Regions from separate parts of the Ovis aries genome. Here region 2 is linked to region 1. A link is a contact called in public Hi-C data. All regions are on one chromosome and are shown on one strand. Each heading gives the region's core, a stretch centred on a gene start, on an enhancer-like site or on the middle of the called end of the contact. The rest is flanking DNA. Distances are from core to core; before and after follow the strand shown.

Evidence for each region. A called contact is a pair of places that touch in the nucleus more often than the background predicts.
Region 2: a Hi-C map of blood shows a contact between it and region 1, with 4 times the contacts expected there. The contact joins the promoter of RAI1 here to the enhancer-like site in region 1. A contact is called at or near these places in 11 of 16 Hi-C or Micro-C datasets (blood, liver, mixed tissues and 4 more).

The regions. Positions count from the first base shown.
Region 1 is chr11:34,442,947-34,449,243 of ARS-UI_Ramb_v3.0, reverse strand. All of the region lies in intron 2 of RAI1 (retinoic acid induced 1), which reads left to right. Among named protein-coding and RNA genes, the nearest start is that of TRNAE-CUC, 27 kb to the right of the region's middle. Within about 2 kb of position 3,568, at least 13 of the 54 cell types and tissues checked have an H3K27ac peak or open chromatin away from gene starts, as enhancers often do.
Region 2 is chr11:34,499,441-34,505,737 of ARS-UI_Ramb_v3.0, reverse strand. RAI1 (retinoic acid induced 1) reads left to right here and starts at 3,095. Exons shown (of 7, transcript XM_042255738.1): 1 at 3,095-3,522.

The DNA.
Region 1 (6,297 bases), core at 2,319-4,818:
GGTCAGGGTGAGGGGGTAGAGTGGACTGGCCCCCCCTCCACGGAAGCCGCCATCAGTGCAGCTTAGTGGGGTGAGTCAGGGCCTGGGCCGAGGTCAGCACTACTCTGTGCAGGGGACTGCCTGGCAGACTGGTCTGAGCGTGGAGGCTGAGAATCCTGGGGTTCTGGGGCACTTGAGAGGCCTGTCCTCTCACCTTCCAGGGCAAGACAGAGGAGGCTGCTGTTGGGCCTGTGCCATTCAACGCTTCTTTCAACTTCTTTGTCTGACACTGACTGAGGGGCCTGGCACCCGCCGGGGAAGACACAGCCTACTGGGGCTGGGGCAGAAGCCAGACAAATCATTGCCATTCTGTGGGGTGTCAGGCCAGGGGATGCCCAAGGAGTGAGGGACCAGCAAAAAGGCTTAAGCCAATACAGGAGGTGTGGTCAGGGAAGGCTTCCTGGAAGAGGTGCTGCTGCAAGAAGTTGGTTGTGTTTTGTTTTGTTTTGTTTTTTTTGCAGGGGGTGGGGAACTTTTAAAATAACAATTGTGTTGGCCAAAAAGTTTACTGAGTGACTGAACTGAACTGAGGGGAAACGAATGAACTTTCTGGCCACCCCAGTGCTTGATGCCGTTTGCTGTCAGGTGCTTTTCACATACGTTGTTGTGTTTAATTTGCACCACCAACAACAACCCTGTGAGGTAAGAAATAGCATCCACATGTTTTCAGTGAGTAAGCCACGGCTTAGAGGGGAAGTTGCTCGGCCAGCTCACTCAGCCAGGTTTAGAACTCCGAGTGGCTCTTAGAAAGATGATAGGAAAGGTGGAAAGGGATGGGAGGTAGCCTGGCACGCTGGCAGAAGAAACAGTGAGTGCAGAAGCATGGCAGAGGAGCAGCTGTGGTGCAGAGGCAGGCTGGGGTCCTGGGAGCCTAGGTGCTGGCAGCAGAGAGCTGGGGAGCCCAGGCGGGTATGTGAGGGTGGGAGGCTCTGGTCGCACCTCCCTGCCTGCCTGGCAGCAAGCACACCTCCCAGACCTGCCGTGTCCTTCCTGCCCCCGATCTCAGGAGACAGCAGCCAGGCTGGCATGGGGCAGTGAGGACGTGCCCGAGACATGAGCCCCCCGGGACCTCCTAGACCTTCCCCTAGACTCTGCTTCCCATCCCCTGTCCAGAAGGAGGCTGAACGGCTGCCAGCATCTGCCCGTCAGCAGAGTTCCCGCTCTCAGCACCAGCTCCCTGAGCTGCCTCCAGGGACGATCTCACCCGCCTCCCTAGAGAGCCAGCACTTCCGCTGCTGCCTGATAGCTCTAGTGGCTGGAGACGCTCCTTGACGTTTAGCCCGTGTGGCAGGAGCCTTAATAGCAGCAGCCCTGGCCCCTTGACCAGCCCTGCCTACCTCCTGAGCCCATGTCCCTGCACTGTGCAGCTGCAGGCAGAGACCTTCCTCCCGCTCTGGGTGATGTTGGGATGAAAGGGCATCCGGGGACATTTCAAGTGGCCTTCTCTCCCCTGAGATCCAGAGATTCCCTGTAAGACCATGTTATTAGCACCATGTCCATTTTAGAGATGAGAAAACTGAGGCTCAGAACTGGGAGATGTTGGGAGTCAAACAACTTTGGCCGCTTCTTTCCCCACCTGGGTTCCTGGAAGTGGATTGTGTTCCTCAGGCAGAAGGGCTCCCACCCCTGCAGCCTCTCCCTTTCGCTCCCCTCTCCTTGAGACCCCATCTCAGGGAAGTCTTTCTGCCCCCAGCTCCCTGCCCTAAGCACTTGCTGAAAACAGCCTTTGTTAACTAGGGAGCTCCACAACAGTGTCCCCAAAGACCCTCATGATATTTACTGAAGAGGAAATGGGTGAGTGGGTTCCCAAGCTAGTCAGCGTGAGACTGGTTGTAGTAACACACAAGCCCAGACATTTCCAGAGCCCAAGAGTTTCTGGTCAGCAGGTGGTGACATGGCCCTGCCTTTCCCTGTGGCCTGGGCTTGGTCCCCCATCTGGATGGGGCACCTCTCCAGCGCTCATATGCCATTGGCTGGAACTCAGTCCTGTGCCCATCGCTCATTGCAAGAGATGCAGTCCAGCTAGGGCTCCAGGAAGAAGACACAGGATTTGTTGACTTCATCAGTGCGGTTTTCACAGTGTTACTATTGACCCTGTTTACACGCTAGGAGGCTGAGGCTCACGTGACCTGTTAGGGCCAGAGCTGGCTCAAGGACCCGCGTTGTCAAGTGCTGCCCTGCCCTGCTTCATCCTAAAGGCCACCTGTCCAAAGGATCTGGCTGACGCTCTCACCCCGAGTCTTGACACACCAGACACGTGGCCATTTAAGGAGGCAGCTGTGTGCAGCCTGGGCTGTAGGTACTGGCTTCCCCTTTTCCTTGTCTTGTGAGGCTTTGTCCTCGCCTGGGGTGGGGGGGGGGGAGCGGGGGACATTTTAGCTGTGCGTGTTTGGACAGCTTCTGCTTGTTCCTGAGTCACCAGCTCTGGGCCCGTGGGGGGGCTCCTGTGCGTGGAGGCTGGAACAGAACCCACCCTTCCACACCGGGGAAGGTGCACACGTGCTACTAACCACTGGCCATCAACTTCAAGGCCTGTCTTCCCCGCCTGTTATGACTTCAAGGGCTTTGCTGGCCTTTCTGCCACTTGGCAGCCACCCCCTGCCTGCCACCCATGCAGAGAAAGGACAGAGGACCCACGAGAATGCTGAGGGAGGGTGTCGGTCAGGGTCCGAGAGGGTCTGTATGGGGGAGAGTTCCTGGGCTTCCTGGAGGAGGTGACATTTGTTCAGGCCTTGAGGGCTAAGGCGGGAGTCTGTCAGGTAGAGCTGGGAAGAGCGTTCCTGGCAGAGGGAACAGCTTATGCAAAGGCTAGCAGAACCCCAGAGCTTGGTCTGCTGCCCAGACCAGTGACCCAGGTCTTTCTAACCTGAGCTGAGGGAGTGTCTTCTGGTCCTGGAAGGAGGAGAAACAGAAGGACAGCAGGAAAGGAAGGAGGGGAAGGAGTGGGCAGCGGCTGAGGGAGCACCTGTCCCGGCCTGTGCTGGCACCTCTCGGCTGGTCCCTCTCCTCCCGGTTCTCAGCTACGCACGCGGGCCTCCTTGCTCTCTGGCCAGCTGGTGACGCTCAGGGCCTTCGGGCCGGCTGCCCCTCTCTTCACCGCCACAGGGCCGATTCCTCCCCCGAGCCTTCCCTCAAGTGTCACCCGTGTAGGACGGCGGGCCCTGACAGTCCCGCTTGCTCCAATCTGTTTTACCCAAAGAGGCGCTTAGTCACCTGGTCTTGTAATTTACTTATGTCTTTGCTCATTGGCTGCCTCCCTTGTGCACTCTCTCCCGATTTTGAGTCTGGCCTATTCAGTGGCGATCTTTAGCCTCTGAACATAGTAGGCGCTCAATAAATGTTGACTTAATGAGCAAATTCAGCCCTGGGCAAAACGTGAAGCTGTGCTGAGCAGGCCGCGGGGGGGGACCCCTACGGGCCCCGGGCTCGCGGGCGCGTCCCCGGCTGCGCGCGGGGCGGCGCGAGGGCGCCGGTAGTCATGGTTACAGCGCCCGGGCCAGTGTGGGTTTCTGGCCTTTTGTGTTCGCACAGGCCTCGCCCCCATGTGGTCGCCACCCCTGATTGGCCGGCATGATGCGGAGGGGCGGGAGTATCCCGGGCCCGGAAGTGGGCGGGGCGGTCTGCCCCTCTGGCGCGCGCGCGGCTGGGATGGGCGTGGCTTCCGGAAAGGCTGCGGAGGTTGGGCGGGTCGGGGGCGTATTGATGGAGGTAGTGAGCGTGGGCCGCGATCCGAACAAAGGCAGCCTCGGCCCGGCTCCGACTCTGGTCGTTTTTTGTCGTCCTAAGGGTCTGGCATTGAGAGGGCCGACTCCTTATCCTGGTCTGTGCACTTGATGGTCCGCTCCGCCGACCTGGCCCCCTTCCTGCCACAGGGCCTTTGCACGTGCGCTGTCTGTTCCAGGACTCTAAGTCATTTTTCCTGGCCAACCCTCACCCCTCCTGGGCAAGCTTTCCACACAGACCACGTGTCTGGTCTGCTTTAGGCCATGTCTCCCGGACGGTTGTACCTTTAATTGTGCATCTCCCTCCCATACCCAGCTGCCATCCAGGCAGGGCCTACATGTGATCTGGCACACAGTAGGTGCTCAGTTTATACTTTTGAATGAATCCATTCATCTGGCTGCCCCCAAGGCCTCCTTGGTAGGCCAAGTGCTGGACACTAGGACTCAAGAGGAGAAACAGACGCCCCTTGACTCCCAGACACAGAAGGGTTTATGTCCAAGGCCAGACTGCCTGGTGAGTGTCTGGCTGGACCCTGGGCTGGAGAAGCCTGGTTTGGTGTGTGTCCGCTGTCAATGGTCCCCTGTTCTGGCCACATGAAGAGCCGTAGGGCTTCCCTGCCTCAAGAGGCAGCGTGGTACAGAAATGGGCTGGTGAGGGTTACTCAGGGGACACCTTGGGGACAGAGACCCTGGGAGGCCTAGGGTCCACTCACTCTGCCCGGAGTGGGGGTGACAGAACTCTGTAGCCTCTGCCCGGGCACTCCCACTGCTCTACACACTGCCGTGAACACTGCTCTGCACACACTGCTATGCTCACATTGCTGTACACAGATCCACCTTTTGGGGTTTGGATGAGGTGTGGACATTGTTCCCCACCAATACCAAAAGAAAAAATACCATGCCCTGCAAAGCCAGTAGTAGCGGAGTATTAAACCAAAGCTTCTGGAGCATTGGTTTGATCCAAACCTTGGAGTTTGTACCTCAACGGATTCCTGGGCTCAGGCCACCCCTAAACCACAGATCTTAAGGGAAGCAGCCCAGAATCTGCCCCCTTTTCAAGCCTGTGTGGTTTTAGTGTTTGAGAAACAGAATGTCAAATATTTGTGTCCCCAGGCTGTCCTGAGACCCCTGTCTCACACTTCATCCCAGACCCTGGGCCCAGTCCAGATCTTAACTACAGGGCTTCTGCACACTATATGAATTGGAAAAAACTCTTGTTCTCCTTAGAAAAATGTGCTTGTACATGCACAGATACACACAATTTGCATTTGATTTCAGGTAGTTCTCACACCTGGGCTGAGTGGTCTGAAAGGCTGGGGAAACCTGTTTGGGAAAGGTCTCCATGCTGGCACTCACTTGAACCTAGGGCCAAAATGTACAGTTGTATAGGTTGTATACTGCACAAGAGTGCCCGACAGAAATCCAGCCTCCATTCCACTGAACAAGATGTGCAGCCTGGCACCTAGAGTGTCTTCTCTTATCTCGTGCATACGTAACATATGGCCTGCCCCCAACTCCTATCCTCGCCCTCCTGCCTCTCATGATAACTCAGGTTAGGAGCAACAACCAAGTGACAGAAATTATGCTCATTATCACTGATTAGCTGGCTTTCGTAAATTCCATCACTAAAGGCATGACGAATGACCTGGCAGCCCTCACATGCTGATGCTTGGTTCCTGGTGCTCCCAGAGTCTTGGGCTTGTGTTGTGTAGTGGTTGGGGCTGCCCACAGGTCTCGCTTGGGGTAGGAAGATGGTCCATGAAGTTGACCTCTCAAGAGAGTGGGGGAGAAGATGAGTAAATATTTCTTCAGTTGACATGAGTGATACATTGGGTCCATTTTATGGGTCAGGAAAACTGAAGCTCAGGGAGCTAATCATTTGAAGTGGAGAAGGCCCACCTCTCTGGGGAGACTTGATGAACAGAAGCTTTGCAGTAGGACAGGGAGGAGGTCGAGGACGGGGAGAGGAAGTAGACAAAGCCACACCCCACAGCACCTCACATCATGCAGCTGACCAGTCTAAGTGACGCCACCTCCTGGAAGCCTCCCCGATCTTTGGGCTGGCTAGAGGCCTCTGGGCTCACACAGCCTGGGCTTTTCCATCACAGTGCTGTCACCTTGGTTTGGCGGCCTGTTTATGCAGCATGTCCCCACAGCCTGGCAGCACCCAGTTCTAGGCTGTCAGCCCTAGACACAGGGCAGGGCACACCGTGTGAATGATTATGAAAGATCAGTGGCCAGTTAAGTGGGCTCTTGGCTCCTCACAGCTTTGCTCCTAGCCCACCACAGGCCCTAACCTGAAATGGGGTCGGGGAGGCTGGGAGGCCTGGGTATTGGCAGCTGATGCAGAGAGGAGGGTTGCAGGCTTGGAGTGGACCAGGGGAGTCAGCACTCAAGCCCACTCAAGAGTGAGCTGGAATTTCCTGTTTGCCAAGGCCCAGCCTGCAGGCCACCTTTGCTGCCCTGCCCTCCAGCTCAGCCTGGCTGGCAGGCGGCTGGCAGAGCCCAGCAGTGAAGCTCCGGAGAACAGAGGCTG
Region 2 (6,297 bases), core at 1,846-4,345, 57 kb before region 1:
TACTGTGTGTCTGTGTTGGGTCCACACCTGTCTTACCTCCTACCTGCATCCCATGAAGGATGATGAGTAGCTTCTCAGCAGAAATCTCCCTGGGGGCTGGCTCTGCTGACTGACCTCTAATGGTGCCCCCAGCAGTCTGAGCCCTCCCCTGCTCAGAAGCCTCCCCTCTCTAAATTAGGCTGCCCAGCCTTCTGAAGAGACCTAAGGAACACTTTCCAGATCTCAGCTGAGCGGTCACATCCTCCAGGAAGCCTTCCCTGACTTCCTCAATTAAGCCTTCGCTGAATTCCTCAGTTTATGACACTTCGTAACTGGGCTCCAGAGCACATGTTTCACAGGTGTCTTTTATATGGCAACCCAGAACCTAACCTAGTGTCTGACCCACAGTGGGCACTCAATTAACATCCATGGGAGAGGTGAACAAACTCACCTGCTATTGACCTTGGATGAGGGATTTACCTCTCTGAGCAATTCTTTGACCTGTAAAATGAGTTGTCATGAGGAAGCATTGAGAGGATGCATGGAGTGTGAGGCTGACCACCGGCTCACAAAGATATCCGGGTCCCAATACCTGGAACCTGTGTGGCAAAAAGGGTGTGTGGGTGGAGGTTCCTTATGCGTGTATGCTAAGCCGCTTCACTCGTGTCTGACTCTTTGCAACCCCAGCGACTACAGGCTCCCAGGCTCCTCTGTCCATGGGATTCTCCAGGCAAGAATACTGGAGTGGCTTGCCATGCCCTCCTCCAGGGGATCTTCCTGACCCAGGGATTGAACCCGCATCTTCTGTGTCTCCTGCATTGCAGTTAGATTCTTTACCCATTGAGCCACCAGGGAAGCCCTGGAGGGTCCTTGTAGACGTGATTAAGTTAAGGATGCGTTAAATTCAGGATGAGAGAGTCTCCTGGATTTTCCAGACGGCCCACTGGAATCACAGGTTCGAGTAAGAGGAGACAAGAAGGTCAGGAGAGGAAGTAGGAGGCGTGGCAACAGGAGCAATGACTTCCTGTGTATTCTGGCTCCTGGAGGGCAGGCGCCGAGGGGGCAGGACAAGCAGGTGGCCTCCAGAAGCCAGAAGAGGCAAGGGAGAATAGCACTGAAACATGCATATTATCATATGTGAAATATATCGCCAGTCCAGGTTCGATGCATAAGACAGGGTGCTCAGGGCTGGTGCACTGGGATGACCCTGAGGGACGAGATGGGGAGGGAGGTGGGAGAGGGGTTCAGGATGGGGAACACATGTACACCCATGGCTGATTCATTTCAATGTATGGCAAAAAACCACTACAATACTGTAAAGTAATTAGCCTCCAATTAAAATAAATAAACTAATTTTAACAAAAAAGAAGAGGCAAGGGATGTTCCTCCTGGAACCTCCAGGGTGCATCCCTTCTGACACCTTGCTTTCAGCCCGTTGATGCTGATTCTGGACTTCTGCCCTCCAGAGCTGTAAAGAATAAACTAGGGTTGTCTTAAGCCACTACATGTGTGGGTCATTTGTCACAGCAGCCCAAGGAAACAGCCACAGAAGGCACCTGGCGCACGACGGGTGCTCTCAGAATGGCAGCGACTAGTGCCCGGACTGCACCATCCCCTCCTCCCCCGGGACACCCCTCTTCTCACCTTCCTCCGAGCTCCCTACTGCCCTGGGTTCTCCCTGGGCAGGTGAGGGCAGGGAGGGCAGGGGCTAGGAGCCCCTGGGTGTACGGAAGCCCTGTCCCCACACCTCCTCCCCTCCCCAGTTTGTGACAGAAAGCACTTCTCACAGAATTCACGGCCTCCAGGCTCCAGGCTTGATGCTCCACACACCTACCTCCTTTAGTCCTCAGGAACCCCAGGAAGTAGGCGCTACTATTGCCTCCATTTTACAGATGAGGAAACTGACACTTAGCAAGTTAACTTGTTTTTTTTTTCCAAACCCTCCCAGCTGGGCGCAGAACAACCAGACTTAGAAATCGGGTCTGTCTCCCCCAGAACCTGTGCTGAAAACTGCAGTGTCCATCGTCTGATCCTGATTCTGTCCGGCTCCTACCCTTGCCCTAGGCAGTGGGTGGCTGAGCTGGTGGGAAGGGCTCTGGGTGCAGGTCTTGCCTGTAACTTAGCTTGAGACCCTGTGCCTCAGCTTCCTGTAAACAAAAGGAGTGGGTCTGCCGTCGGGGCTGCCAGGATCAGATGACAGGACATGCAGACAGGGGGACAGTCTACAGCATAAGGGCACCCTCCCCACCATGTGTTCTTACCTACAGGTGAGGAGGCTGAGTCCCCTGGGAGCCTGAGGCTTTGATGGCCCTCCTTCACCCACAGGACCAGCAGACCCCAGAGGCTGGATGGAGGCTGGAAACTTTCTGCCTGACCTGGGTGAGTGGAGGCCTGGGGCAGGGACTGCCAGGGGGTCTGTAGGGTCACAATAGGTTCACTCACCCATTCATTCAACATCCCTCTGCCCTGGCTCTGCCAATGGCACTAGAATTGCATCCGAATTCCCCACTAGGCTCAGGTAGCCCTGAAGACCCTGGTCCTCCCCAAGGCTCTGACTTCTGCTGCCCACCGCCTGTCCGCCTCCCCACCCCCGCCCCGTCCCACCTGCCTCAGGGCCTTTGCACTTGCTCCTGAGGCTCCACGTGGCGGGCTCCTTCCGCTCACAGCCAGCTAAGCAACCCCTGCCTCTCACTTCGCCGAGTAGCCCTCACTGCTCCCGGGAGCGGCCTTTCTCACGCGTGCTCTGTCTCTGCCCACCAGGACGGCAGGGACCACTTGTCTCTGCTCACTCTGAGCCCTCCGAGGTGCCAGTGAGTGAAGAGAGCTCTGCGCGGCGGCGTCCTAGCTTAGAGGTCGGAACGTTTCCCAGACGGGGAAGAGGACGTCACAGGGAGAGCCGTGGTGAGTGAAGGCGGGGGCCTGGCCCCGGGACCCGGCTGCAGCACGGAGCACCCGAGCGCCGGTGCCAGTCCACGTCCTTCGTCCGAGGTTCCGGCCCCGGCCCCCGCGTCCTTGAGGGCCCCTGGGGTCCCCCCGTCCAAACCCCCGCCCCAGGCCCGCAGCGGGCGCGGGCCGCCAGGGGGCGCTGTCGGGGCGCACGGCCCACCTGGCGCCCGGGCGGTGAGCGAGCGCGGCCAGGCGGCCGGGAACTTTTCTCCTCTCGCTCTCGCCGCCTTCTCCCCCCGCGCACCGCCCGCCGCCCGCTCTTCCTGCGCGGAGGGGACCGCATTTCCCCGCGGCCCTGCGACGCCAGAGGTGCGCGGCCAGGGCCTGGTCCCTGCGCCCTGGGCGCCGCCCCCGCCCGCGGCTGCGCTCGGAAGGCGAGGCGCGGAGCGAGGCGCGGCCGGGCGAGAGCGCGCCGAGCAGGCCGCCTAGTCCGCCGCCCGAGCGCCGGCGCGAGAAGGGGGCGCCGCGGCCCACCCTCCTTCCTGCCTGGCCGCGGGCCGGCCGGGCCGCCGCGCCCCGACCCCTATGGCCGCCTGGACCTCCGGGCCGCGAAGTCGCAGCGCCAGACCCCGGGTCCCCGAGTGAGCGCGCGCCGAGGTGAGCACCGAGGGCCGGGGCGGGGGCGCGGGGGCCGCGGGGAAGTCGCTTTGTGTGCGGGGGGCGCGAGGTCACCGGATGGCAGTCTGAGGAGATGCGGCGGGGTGGGGGCGCCCCGCGCCGCGGGACGAGGGCCGGGGCTGGTGCGAGGCGGGGGCGCGAGGACCGAGGGTCGCGCGTGCGAGGGCTGTGCGCGTGCTTGTCCCCGGGGGTACGCCGAGCGCGGGGTAGGGACCGGGGCATTCGCGCCGCGCCGGGACCGGAGGCGAGCTTTGTGAGGGCGTCCGGGTGGGGGGCGGGGAGCCGACTTCTCTGGGGGACTCTGGGCCTATCGGGGCCCTGGCGTGGGAGCCGGGGCAGCGAGGGCCGTGATGGGGAGGGGCGGCGTGTGAGGCCCTCGGGGGAGCCCCCATCCGTGCCCCGACGCGGGCAGGGGCGCCCGGGCCTGTGCGCAGGCCGCGCGACCGGGCAGGAAGCAGCCCGGGAGGCCGGGGAGCTCCGTCTCGGCCAGGCCCGGGGCGCAGGGGCCTTTCGGGGTGACGTCACGGTGGGGGCTCCGGCCACGCGAGTCCCCTGACGGACGGCGGCGCACCACCGGCCAGGTCCTTGGGCCGGCGCCTGGGAGACAGGAGACCCGGAGGAGGACGCGAGGGCTGGGCTCAAGGCGGCGTCGCCAAGCGCGGCGGGGGCGAGGGGGTGGCAGGACGCGGGGGTGACTTTGGAGCCTTGGTTGCTGGGGGCCGCCCAGGAGGGGCGGAGGGGAAGCGAAACACCACGCAGGCCCGAGGCCGTGGCGGCCCCAGCTTCCTGGGGCGCCCGTTTTCCCAGCGAGCGATTTCCCCTCCTGGGCTCTGGATCGTCCTCAAATCCACGCCCGGGGCCGGAGCGCGGCCCGAGTCGTGCCCTGATCTGGGGAGCCCCCGACGGGGGTGGCGCTGGGGCTCTGGCCCTGAATGAAGACTCTATCCGGAGTAACAATGCGCTTCTGGGGGGCTGGGGGAGGGGAGGCAGCACGCCTGAATGGCGACCCGGGCCTGGGCTTCCCAGGGTTTCCGCAGGCTCTGATCCGGGACCCACGCGGGACCCGCACGGTTCCTTCCACCCGCTCTCCCCCCTGCCATTTGTCTTCCAACGCAGTGGCGTGTGGAGGATTCAAGGGCATTACATCTGGTTGCAATCCAGTTTCATGCCGCTGCTGGGCTGTTAAGACCTCGAGCTGACGTCAAAGCAGGGGAATTACTTCTTTTTATTTTATCTTTTTTTAGTTGTCTGCTGCCCTGGGAAGGGAGGCGGGGTGAGTTAGGCGAGCTCTGATGTGGAGGCGCCAGCGCCCTGGGAGCCTCGGGCTGGGGGCTCTGCTTCTCTGCCCGCACCAGATTCTCCATGCAGACCGACTCTGCCTGGGGTCAGGCCCACCCTGGGTGGGAGCGGCCCTCGCTGCAGACTCAGTGGAGGCCCCTCCCGACTGACCACACGCTGCGTTTCCAGAGGCTTCCCTGGGACGTGGCTTCGCATCTGGAAACTGGAAAGGAATCTTTTAGTTTCCCACCCCGCCCCCCAACAGGAGCATCCAGGAGCGAGTCTTTAGGAGCAGTGGCCTTTTGGGTGACCCGGAGGGAGTGGACACAGACATTGTGGTTTGGGGGAGCCCCTCACAGTCAGAAGCCTTGGTTCCAGGATTGTGTGTCTGCGGGTGATCCAGAGTGGGCTGAGTGTGACCTTTCCAACAGCCAGGCGTCCCGACAGCTTCCTAAACACAAGGAGGTCACCCATTCTGCCACTTTGGACCAGGAGGCCTGTGCAGCAGGGCCTGGGCTGATTCCTCAGACTCTTGGGTCTGGACTGCGGGTTCCAAGCCCTCACTTGTGACCTGCAGTAAGAAACACATTTCAGGTCCCAGCTTCATTCACTCCCACTATGTGTAACTGAAACGAAAGTTGAGTGAAAGAGCTCTTTCCTCTGTTTTGTGTCCTGGTCTGATATTTTCTGTTCTAGTCTGTTTAATTTTTTAATAGCATTCTGTGACCCCTGAATTGATGTCACGATCTGCTAATGGGTCATTCCCAGATTTTGAAAAAACAGGCCTAGAAAATGAGTCTGCTTTCTAGTTACTCAACAAACATGAATTGAGGCCCTGACAGTGTCTCTCTTTTTGAATTACTCAGGTGACACATGAATTTGTTCTCATTGTGAAAAATGCAAATAACCCAGAGGTATAATAGGGTAGAAGTGCCCCCAGTAACCCCAGTTAACACTTTGAATGTGGTTTGCTGTTCATTTGTGCATACACGTCTCACACACAAACACAGAGCTTCCTCTTACCCCGATCTGGACCATGCCTCGTGCTCTTCTCAGCTCCCCTTTCCCTTCCTGGGGTCATGCGGGGGTCATGGGGGGGTGCTCCAGGGCAAGGTGTTGGGTGATTCCTGGCTTTACCACGTATTGAATGGGTTATTTATCTCTGTACCTCAGTGTCCCCATCTGTACAATGAAGCTAATAACAGTTCCAGCCTCACTGGATTATGGTGAAGCTTTAATGAGTCCACGCAACCCCATGAATCTGAGAACAGTGTTTGTCCCAATAAATGCCAGCTGGCCCTGACACCATTATTGTCACCACTGCCTTTCCATGGCCATCTGTGTTTGTACCTCTTGCTTTAATAGTCACATGTGGCTGTGCATGGATGTCTCTCTCCCGGCCCCCAACATGTGGTTCAGCAGGCAGGACCAGGTTGGCAGTGTTCCCATGGGAGAGGCACCTGGGCTTGCGGGCCC